Linked DNA regions of Sus scrofa: region 1 is linked to region 2. The links are chromatin contacts, called in public HiChIP or PLAC-seq maps. All regions are on one chromosome and are shown on one strand. The core of a region is the stretch at or near the end of the contact, and the rest is flanking DNA. Distances in the headings are between cores, read along the strand shown. Region 1 has its middle 120 kb from the start of SMAD2. Region 2 has its middle 140 kb from the start of SMAD2.

Evidence for each region. HiChIP or PLAC-seq counts read pairs in DNA pulled down with a chosen protein or histone mark.
Region 1: an H3K27ac HiChIP or PLAC-seq map of skeletal muscle shows a contact between it and region 2, with 3 times the contacts expected there. The contact joins two enhancer-like sites. A contact is called at or near these places in 3 of 47 Hi-C or Micro-C datasets (all in blood) and 2 of 2 datasets of contacts at active chromatin or transcription factors (alveolar macrophages and skeletal muscle).

Annotation. Positions count from the first base shown.
Region 1 is chr1:97,600,592-97,605,751 of Sscrofa11.1, forward strand. No RefSeq gene overlaps it. Among named protein-coding and RNA genes, the nearest start is that of SMAD2, 120 kb to the left of the region's middle. Within about 2 kb of position 1,295, at least 52 of the 83 cell types and tissues checked have an H3K27ac peak or open chromatin away from gene starts, as enhancers often do. A contact at or near this core is called in skeletal muscle, where this site is marked.
Region 2 is chr1:97,340,748-97,346,085 of Sscrofa11.1, forward strand. No RefSeq gene overlaps it. Among named protein-coding and RNA genes, the nearest start is that of SMAD2, 140 kb to the right of the region's middle. Within about 2 kb of position 2,649, at least 9 of the 83 cell types and tissues checked have an H3K27ac peak or open chromatin away from gene starts, as enhancers often do. A contact at or near this core is called in skeletal muscle, where this site is marked.

The sequences.
Region 1 (5,160 bases), core at 45-2,544, 260 kb after region 2:
ATCAGCATCCTCTATAGAAATGCTCGATACCAGTCAGTTTTTGCCCTGTGAGCAACAGCCCGGCAGAGGGGGCAGAGCTGGAGAAGACAGGATCCTTCTGGCCAAAGTCCATGTGGAAAGGAATGATTTTTTATCCCTTCCCCTTGATAAGGGGCCCAGTTCAGTGGCCTGTGTGTGTGTGTGTGGCCATCCCCTGGGATCTAGGAGGTTCTCTGAGACTGGCCTTGAGAGGTGGATGGGGACTTGCTGTGACCCCCCCCCAGGATGTGGGTCATGGAACAAAGATGAACTGGCCCAGGATGCTGACTAAGAAGTTGTGTCTCCGAAAGCAGAGGGTCAGAACGGTCTGCATCTGCTTCTCTTCCTTGATCACCGCCCCCTACCCACTTCAAGCCTTGGTGGATACTCCAGCCTGGTCTCAGGCAAGCACAAGGGTTAAGGGAGGGGTCCCACACCCAGTTTGGGGCCACAGCATGGAATCAGGAATGGCAGCACCCATGGCAGTGTGCCCAGCAGAGTCTTCTCCCCTTGCCAACTCCGGCAGCTCTGGGTTTTGTTTTGTAGGAGAAAGTGGCACTCCCTTCTCCAGAGGAGATGCTAGACAAGGGTAGCTTCTGAAAGCAGAAGATGGCAAAGACCAAGGGACAAAGGGCAGTGTGATCGGGTGACGAAGGGTCCTGGCCAGGAGAGGTTCCCCTTGCTCTGGGGATGGTGATACTGCAGAGGGTCTCCTGGTAGACTGTGCACACGGGAGCCTAGGGTGGGGGACCACTGCTATGTGCTTCTCTGCATCTCCGCTGACCTTAGTCCATATCCCGGCCTCGGAGGGTGAGGTATCCGGGGGCCACCACTGTCTCTCGTCCCCTCTTAAACATGGCTCTGCTGGACCTGGCTAAATGAACAGGAGCTTCTGTTCTAAAGCAGTGAGCTCTCCTCTCTCTCCCTCAAACTCCATCCCGAGTCCGATCTCTGCTCAGCGCTCGGATGGAGGCTTCTGTGCGGGAATCTTTCCCAGCGGGTGGGGAGTCACAGCACCTCCTCCCCTGCCTGCTTGCCCGGCTACGCAGAATCTCCCGCAGCAGCCATGTCTGGCGTTATAGTTTTTTCTACTTGGGGCGTAGATCCTTCTGTGGGGCCTTCCAGCCTGCCTTGGAACCGCAGAGCCAGAGCCCCCACGTTCCCCGCGGCTCCGCCCCCGCCTCGCCCCCACTCGTGGCTGCGCTTTGTTCCCTACGTGGCGCAGCTGCGCGCGGCGGCCACACGGGGGCGCGGCGGGGCTGGCGGCAGCCGGCGGGGACCGGCCTCCTTCCTCGTCCCTTCTCTTCTCCTCTCCCCTCCCCTCCCCGTGCTGTGCCCCCGCCCGTGCCCAACCGGGCTCAGCGACGAGCGCGCCAGGCTTCCCGGACCGGGCCGGGCAGCTGGGCGCCTTGGGGGTACTTCCGATTCGGAGCCTCCCCACCCTTTGACAAAACAGCCCCTTCCTAGGGACCCCGCCTGGAACCCAGCCCGCAGTGTCCCGCTGCCCGGTTCCCGCCGGCGCGCTGGAGTCGGGGACAGACTCCAGGCGGCGCCAGCCCACACGCATCACCCGCCCCACCGCAGCGCCCCCCAGCCCTGCCCCCCGGTGTCTCTGTGACCAGCGCGGGTGCTTTTATTCTGGGGGAAATTTCTCCCAAGTCTCACTTTACACTGGGGAAGAAATTCCTCCCTTACTCCTTCCTATCGGTTATCTATAAATACTTCCAGACTTCTAATAGGCGCTCCGTATACGTTGATGAGCTGAGCGAATTCTGTTAGGTGTAATTTTTTAGACCCCACGGTTTCCACTTCCCGCAAAGTGGGAGTTGGCATGCTGAGGGAACTCTCTGCTGCCCCCATGTGGGTGCCTCTTGCCTCCACAAGCGGCAGGTCGCAATCTGCATATTCTTAACTGGATACACCAGCTCCTGGCCCCCAGCATAGCGTACTCCAGAGTTGTCCCTGCTTGTGTCCTGGGAGCTGAGGGAGGTTGGGTTGCAGTTGGGCAGCATGTGGAGGGGAGGTCCGGCCACATGTTTCTATAGTTGCGTGGGTCTCCCATGGTGTCTTCAACAGCTTTACGTGCCAGGCACATCCTGAGAAATTAACAGCTCATCCTTCTAATTTAAAAAGAGGATGTCCTTGTACTTCTTTCTTCCAGCTTTCCCACAGGATCCGGCAATTGATTAACCGTCATAATCAGATTACCCAAAACAACAACTCAGATAATCACTGGGATAAGTAATGTATGAGGCTCTGCCCCTCCCTGCCTCCTGCCTCCCCTCCTCTCTTCCCTCCTTCCTTCCTTTTCCATTTGAAGAATAAAAGAAAAGCAAAAGGAAAAATGTAAAGAAACATAAACACAATCATTTATTTATTCTGCTTTTTGGGGCCGCACCTGAGGCATGTGGAAGTTCCCAGGCTAGGGACTGAATCGAAGCTCCAGCTGCTGGCCTACATCACAGCCACAGCAATGCTGGGTCCCGGACCCAGGGACTGAACCTGTATCCTCAGGGATACTAGTCGAATTTGTTTCCACAGTGCCACAATGGGAACTCCAGAACAGTTATTTAAAATGTTATTGATATGGAGATTCCGTCCTGGCGCAGTGGAAACAAATCCGACTAGGAACCATGAGGTGGCAGGTTGGATCCCAGGCTTCCCTCAGTGGGTTAAGGATCTGGCATTGCGGTGAGCTGTGGTGTTGGTCACAGACGATGCTCTGATCTGGCATTGTTGTGGCTGTGGTGTAGGCCAGCAGCTGTAGGTCCAATTAGACTGCTAGCCTGGGAACTTTCATTTGCCTCTGATGCGGCCCTAAAAAGCAAAAAGCAAAGGAAAAAAAAAGTTGCTGATAGATCAAAGAAGAAAGAAAAGCAACAGTGACTGAGCACCTATTAATGGCACATGGGGCCGGAGTTCCCCATGGGCCTTCTGGCCCCATCAGAAACTTCCAAGTGTATGCTATCACCTTCATTCTATGAACCAAAACACACTCAGTAACACTCCCCTTCTGACCCCCCCAGAGCAGTGGGCGGGGCCTAAGTGCAGACTGGGAGGGAAAGTTCCCCATCTTTTCCAGAAACCAGGAGCGCCCTCTGGAGGAGGAAGTAAGGTAGTGAGCCCCAGTATTCCCCAGGGCGTCGTTCTGGGCACATTTTGCTATGTTCTTTCCTGCGATGCCACCCTCGCTTCCCCCAGCTGCAGCACCCCCCTCTGCCACAAAGGCCCACCTGTGTGAGCCATTTTAGCTATCAGAATAGGAAAATGCACTTTTGCATTTCAGAGTGGAGCTCCTATAGGAGTGATGTTGAAATGGCAACAAAAAAAGCCTGTTTTCATTAAAACACACATTCAGGCTTTGCTGTGCGGAGTAAATTAGGAAAAGCCAATTTGAGGAAGGAAGCTCAACATGGAGCTTACTTCTCAGTAAGATAGCAGAGAAGTGTGGATTCGAGTGTGGGAGAAAGTAGAGGTGGCTGTATCCACCGCCAGGGAGAGAGAGGGCAGAAATGACCATGCTGAGGAGGCTTACTGCTTGGGAAGTTACCTTTATTTATTTATTTTTTTAAATTTATTTTTGTCTTTTTTTTGGGAGGTTCTCAGGTTAGGGGGTCTAATTGTATCTGCAGCCAACGCCAGATCTGAGCCATGTCTGCGACCTACACCACAGCTCACAGTAACACTCTTAACCCACTGAGCGAGGCCAGGGATTAAACTCACAACCTCAGGGTTCCTTAGATTTGTTTCTGCTGCGCCATGACGGGAACTCCTTGAGAAGGTAGTGTTCCATAGTTCCTAGGCTTGGGGAGGGTGAAACAGTGCAAGATGTTTGTCTGTTTGTTTGTTTATTTATGTCTTTTTAGGACCACTCCTGTGGTGTATGAAAGTTCCCAGGCTGGGGAGGGTGAAACCGTGTAGGATGTTTGTTTGTTTATGTCTTTTTAGGGCCACACCTGTAGCATGTGGAAGTTCCCAGGCTAGGGGTCAAACTGGAGCTACAGCTACAGGCCTACGCCACAGCCACAGCATCGCCAGATCTGGCCACATCAGTGACCTACACCACAGCTCTCATCAATGCTGGATCCTTCAGCCACTGAACAAGGCCAGGGATCCAACCTGAGTCCTCATGGATACTAGTCGTGTTCATTACCACTGAGCCACGACAGGAATGCCTGTGTAGAATGCTTAGCAGAGCTGTAGAGAGTTGAGATGTCTGGAGGAAATCGCCAGTAAGAGCTTTGTCTAAACAGACTTCTGCTCCCAGTCCCGGGTCCTTGCCTCATTCTGGGCCTCAGCTTCTAATGGGGACCAGGAGTCAGCAGATGGGGCCTGTAGCCCTCACTCTGCTGGAGCTCACCCTCCAGCCTTATTCTCACTCTGTTGTCACTTTGAACTTGGAGCCTCTCCTTTGCAAAATATTGCAGGGATCTGTGCCAGGTTCTGAGGCCGCCCACGTTATTGGAGCACTTCCTCTGGTTGGAGAGTTCCCATCATGGATCTTCTCGCTCAAGGCAGAAGCCAGAAGCTCGCTTCCCCACTTGGGCTGCAGTTAGGCCGAGGCGTGGGGCCTGAGCTCTTCCAGTCAGACGCACCAACACCAGAGCAACGGGAGGAGGTCCAGACATGTGGAATCTGTTTTCTAGGAAGCAGGGTGGTAGAGAGTGGGCCACGGGGCGGAGTCCCAGTCTCCTGGGGCTGGTGTATAATGGGGTGAGCTAAGGGGTCTGGGCCTGTCATGATCCCCATCAACAGCAGCATAAGTAATCATCACATCTCTGCTGGAACCACCGGCCACAGTGTGGTCTGGAGTTGTTCCTGGGTTCCTGGCTTCCAGGCCGTAGACTCTGGGCAAATTTTGGACAAGGACACCCCTTCCAGACACTTTACTGCCCATCCTCTTGGAAATCAATATGATGTGGAAACCCAGTACCTGTTATAACAAATACACAAACCTGTCTAGGGTGTGAATGGCACCTCTTCAAAAGTGATGTTATGCAGTCTGCAACCTGCACAACTGAATGTGGTGTTCCTGTTGTGGCTCAGTGGTAACGAACCCGACTAGTATCCATGAGGACTCAGGTTGGATCCCTGGCCTTGTTCAGTGGCTGAAGGATCCAGCATTGATGAGAGCTGTGGTGT
Region 2 (5,338 bases), core at 1,399-3,898:
GCACTCTGTTAACATTCACTGCGTAAAGCTCTGTCAGATGGGACTCGGAGCCTGATTACACGTTGGAGTTTCTCTCTTTGTTCTTTTTCTTTTTCATTTCAAATAGTCAGCCGTGCCCTGGTTTGCTTCTTAGTCCCAAGGACTCTTGCAGAGTGGAAAGCAGAAAAAGATCCAGGAAGACAAGGGCCAGAAATGGCACTACCTAAGGGAGGGGGCCACATATTGTGGGAGGGGCGGGGGGGAGGGAAGCTGGCAGAGGCCAAGGAACCCAGGCCTCAAACAGGCCTCCACAGCAGGAAGACCCAGGGATTCTCAGGCAACCATAGCTGCCTGGAGCAGGACACATTGGAAGCAATGTCCTGGGTGCCTGGGAGTCTGGAGGTTTCCACACAGCTGTGTTCAGACAGGAGCTAAAGCACCATCTTTCCTGAATGAGCTGCCACTGAGGCAGGTGCTTGGGAGAAGGCAAAGCAGGAAACCTGTGAGCAGAACGGGGTGGAGTGTCAAGCCAGGCCCTCTCCGCCCTGTGGTCAGAGTGCCCTGTGGCTGGTACAACTCCAGAGCTGCCTGGCCTCAGAGGCCACTGGGGACAGACACTGGCTGAGCCATCTTCCAGCCTTTCTTCCTCTCTGGCACTTGGGAACTTGTGTAAAACTGCCTGCTGCCTTCCCTTACAGCCCCTCCTAGAAAGTCGGTCTTGTTGAAACGAAAGCAACAGGGCGGGACACAAGGAAGGCGTCTTGAAGGGGTCAGTTTGACCAGTTAGAGTGGTGGTGAGATAAAGCAGCCCAAATTTCTCCTCCATCCTCCCCTTGCTGAGGAGGAACCAAGGCCAGGAGGAGGAGACAACCAGACCAGAAGGTTTCCAGTCAGAGCCCCACCCCCAAATCTGAGGAGCCCTCTTAACCCTAGTGGGCCTCGCTCTGTGCAGAGACAAATGGGGGGATGAAATCTCAGCTTAGCAGACCCCGTTTTTTTAAACTCAAATCCCATTTCCCTATTGACCCACAGGAACATCTTGGAGATCGTTAATCTTCATTTCTGATAGATTTTCTGTCAATATTTCCCTGTCTTGCCCCCACCCCAGCCTTTCCATCAAGTAGTTAATGAGCTGTAAACAAACACTTGGATGCACTGGGGGGTGGGGGGCGGTCTTCCAAGAAGCCTTTTGAATAGTGGATCAACCTTCATGACACAAATGGCAGCCTCTGGTTCTGCTAGAGGTGTACAAGTGTGTGGGGCTTTTGTTTTTGTGGGGGGTTTTTTTGTTTTTAGGGCCACACCCATGGCAAATGGAAGATCCCAGATTAGGAGTCAGAGCTGTAGTCACCAGCCTACATCACAGCCACGGCAACACTGGATGCCACCCGCATCTGAGACCTACACCACAGCTCACCACAACACCAGATCCTTTAACCCATTGAGCAAGGCCAGGGAGGGAATCCACGTCCTCATGGATACCAGTCCGGTTCTGTTACTGAGCCACAACAGGAACTCCTGCACAGGTGTGTTTAGTTTTTCTCACTTGGGGTCCCCAAGACTAATGAATTGAGGACAACCCCTCCCCTTCCTCAGGGAGGGTAACAACTACCCAACTTAAAGGCAGTGCTTTAACAAACCAAACTCCCCTCTCCTCTGCCTCTCACCACCCGGGACGCTCCTTGGACTTTCTCCTCCCTCCCTTCTCCCCCCCCCCCCCACCCCGCAGGCTGACGAGGAGCCAGCTGCTGCTCTGGGTTAAGGGTTCCAGAAGGAGGAGGCTAAAGTCAGAAGCACAAGGTAGGCGGGCTTACCTGGGATTGAGCCACGGAAGTTCCAACTTGCCCTTCCTGTGGGAAGAGTGGCCTGGGTGGGGCCCCTCGATGGTGTCCCGGGTGCCCGGGGGGCTCTGGTTTTGGAAGCTCCCATAGGTGACAGTGGACTGGAGAAATCGAGCTTGACTCCACAGTTTGGTTTCAGGTCACCCAGGGCATATCACAAAGACCACGTGAGGTGGGGGGGTCTCAGTTTTCTCCCCCCCTTCGATGGGGTGAGACATTCCTTCCCTGCCTACCTCCCAGGCGGTTCTGAGGATCCTGGAGCGCAAGATTTGGGAGCAGTCTAGAGGTGTCACAGATGTCTAAGAGGTGACCATCCCTCCCTCGCCCAGTCCCTCTGGCCCCAACACCCCCGGAGTCCCCATCTGTCCGCCCCACCCGCCAGAGCCCGGGAGTTTTCCTGCAGCCCGCCTGAATGTTAACACGCAGGGAAAACTTCAAGGAAAACATACAGCTGATAAAAATTTAATGCTATATGTAACAAAGCAGAATGAATATTTAATCCGTGCTTTTATGCGAAACCACATAACCAACTGGCCCCACGCGGCGGCGAGGGCGGCGCTGCTCTTCCCCGCTCGCGGCGCCCCGCGCCGGCACCGAAGCAGTTAAGCTGCTGGCAACAAGCAGCTCCTAATAAACACTCGGCTAATTCTGTAGGAAAAGCACTAATTAGAAAAGCAATAATAATCGGTGTAATTGCTCTAAATTACCCTCCTAACAGAGAACTCCGCTCGTAGCCGGCAACACAGCTGCCGCCGCCTACCCCGCTCCCCGCGTTCTCGGCCCCGCGCTCTGCTGCCCCCTGGTGGCCGCTGCGCGCCGCACCCTCCTGGCAGCGCGGAGCCATCAAGCAAACCCTGGCGCTCGGGCGCCTCCTGGTGACCAATTCGCCGCGTTGACCTGAGGACCGGCCAGCGGCTCGGGAACCCGGGCACCTCTCCTTGGACTTTCTCCTCCCGCCTCCTCTCTCCCATTGGACGGCTGACAAGGCGCCAACTTCACATTGGCTGGACGCCGGAAGAAAGAACGATATCAAAATAATAATGGAATGAGGGGCCCTCTAAAGAGTTCTCGGGATAGTGTGGATTTGGGGGATTGCTTTTGGGGAATGCGTTTGGAACAGACAAGCCCAAAGTGGGAGCTCAGGATTACAGGAGAAGATGCCTAGGAAGGCCAGGACATTTTCTGAGAGCCCAGTCCCACACAAGCCTTTGGAGAACCGTGGGTTGGAGGGCCTTCATTTGATCTGGCCTGAGATTAACGAGGGCACGATGGTTTATGAACCGTTGCAGAAGTTTCTAATTAGCCTCCCTTCTACCATCTGTGCCCCCCTCCCCAGCCCATCCTCCACCACGCAGCCACGTCCTGGTAAAACACGAGTCTCATCATGTCACTTCTCACTCAAAATCCCAGTGGCTCATCTCACTCAGAGTTAAAGCTGAGTCCTATCAGTGGCCCTCAAGACACTGCGTGCTCAGACCCCGCCCTCTTCCTCTCCTTTTCCACTCACTTCGTTCCAGCCATGTTGGCTCACTTGATAGTCACAAACGCCAAGCACAGTCCTACCTGGGCCCTCCCCTCTGCCTGCAGTGCCCTTTGCCCCCTTAGCCACAGAGCTGGTTCCAGCCCAGCTTTTCCATGGCTGCTCAATGCCCCTCTTCAGAGGCCTGTCCTGACCCCCATATCTAAAAGAACATCCCCATCATGCATCATCCCCTTACCCACCTTGGTTTCCTTCATAGAAATTCTTCATCTGACAAAATATATATCTGTTTATTTTTGTCTCCCTCACTGGACTGGAGGATCCATAAAAGCAGGCATTTTTCCTCTTGTTCATTCGTGTATCTTCGCATCTGAAAGAGTACCTGCCATATAACATGAGTTCAGTAAATGCTTGATAAATGCTAAATTATTAAAACATCAAACACCACAAAGAAATGAATTTCTAATGGTGGAATTTCAGACACTACAGGAATTGCTAATAGACACAACACAGTACGAGGCATGTAAGTGCTAGAAATGGTTTGTAGAATGATGGGCCTTCTTGATGTCTCTGTAAGCATCCTTTGTCTCTATCAGGTAAGTGGTTGCTTTAACCCCTTCCTTAGAAAAGCATTCAATATACAGTTACCAATTTATTGTTGTTGGATGGTTTGTTTGGCTGATTCTCTGACAGTGAGTATCTGGGGCAGGGGGTGGCAGGGTGGCACACCTGTTTTCTTCCCCCAGGCGAGGTTCAAGGAAGCACATACACAGTTGGCATCATCCCTCTTCCCAATGGTCTCTCTGGGCTTTAGGTGCCTAGACTAATTGTTCCTGGCCTAGCCAAATGGAAAATATAATTTCTAACTAATTAGCCCTGAGTTTGGTGCCCCTCATCATGTTACGGGACTGCCCCTCTCCCAAGAGAGGTGGGTTCCCCACCCACATGTGGCCAACATTTGACACTGCCTCTGTGGAGAGGGAGACAAAGGCCCCCAGCCTGGCCATTGTCTGCGCTCAGAGTTCATGGGCAGGCAGACACAAAAGCCTGATGAATTCTTCATGACCCTCTGAAAGGGTGGCTCCCTCAGCCCCCATCATGGACCACAGGTGAGCACTTGAATGGAAGAGAGAAGGACATGATCTTTTCAACCCACCAGTTCCCTCTCTCGAGTCTTTGAACAGAGTGCCCTGAACCTCCTTTGCCAGCCTCCTCACCTTGGAGATGCCAACCCTGCAGTTTAGCGGAAACTAGAATCTCCGCCATCAGGTCAAAGCAGGGTCACCCCAGCATCCAGAGGAATGCGCCTCCCTTCCACACCACAGATACTGCTGCTGAGAAAGGCTTCTGGGGCTCATGGGGTGAGACCCTGGCTCTTGGCAGGACTGTTACTTCCTCTGCTCTGGAAAGGGTCTGCAGAGAGAGATCTGCCCCTCCTTCCACAAGGAAAGTCCTGGGGAGAAAGCCTCCCCCAAGCTTCCTCTCCATCCCACAGGAGTCCTGCCCAGACTGGGCCTGAGCTCAAAGGGGTGCCCTCTTCCAGGGCACCCTCTGCCAGTGGATCCCAGGCGGTGTGAGGACTGCAGGTTTCAGCCCCGTTCTGACACTGAGGGTCCAAACCTCACTGCTTTCTGCCCTCAAATCACTCCCTCACCCAAGATGTCCTTGAAGGGAAGAGGCGACAGTTCTCTGGCCAAGTCCTTTATCCAGTAACAAGTGGAGAGAGGAAGGACGATGCTGGGGGAGGGGCTGGATTTGAATTAATGAGCTATGTACTTTCCTTACCCCATAATCCACAGCATTTGATGCAGCGGCCAATTTAACTTAGTGGTGGGATAATTTGTCATGAGGTTGTTAGGCTGGAGAAACTGGGGTGGGATGAGAAAGGGTGGGCAAAGCAGGGCCAAACAGAACAGGGGGCTCTCCCAAGCGCCCCTTAGAAATCTTCCCTGGGGAGGCCCACTCCATGGACCAGGAGCCCAAGGGCAGGGCTCCTCAGGGGCAGAGCTAGGATAGGATCAGGGAGGGAGGGGCCCAG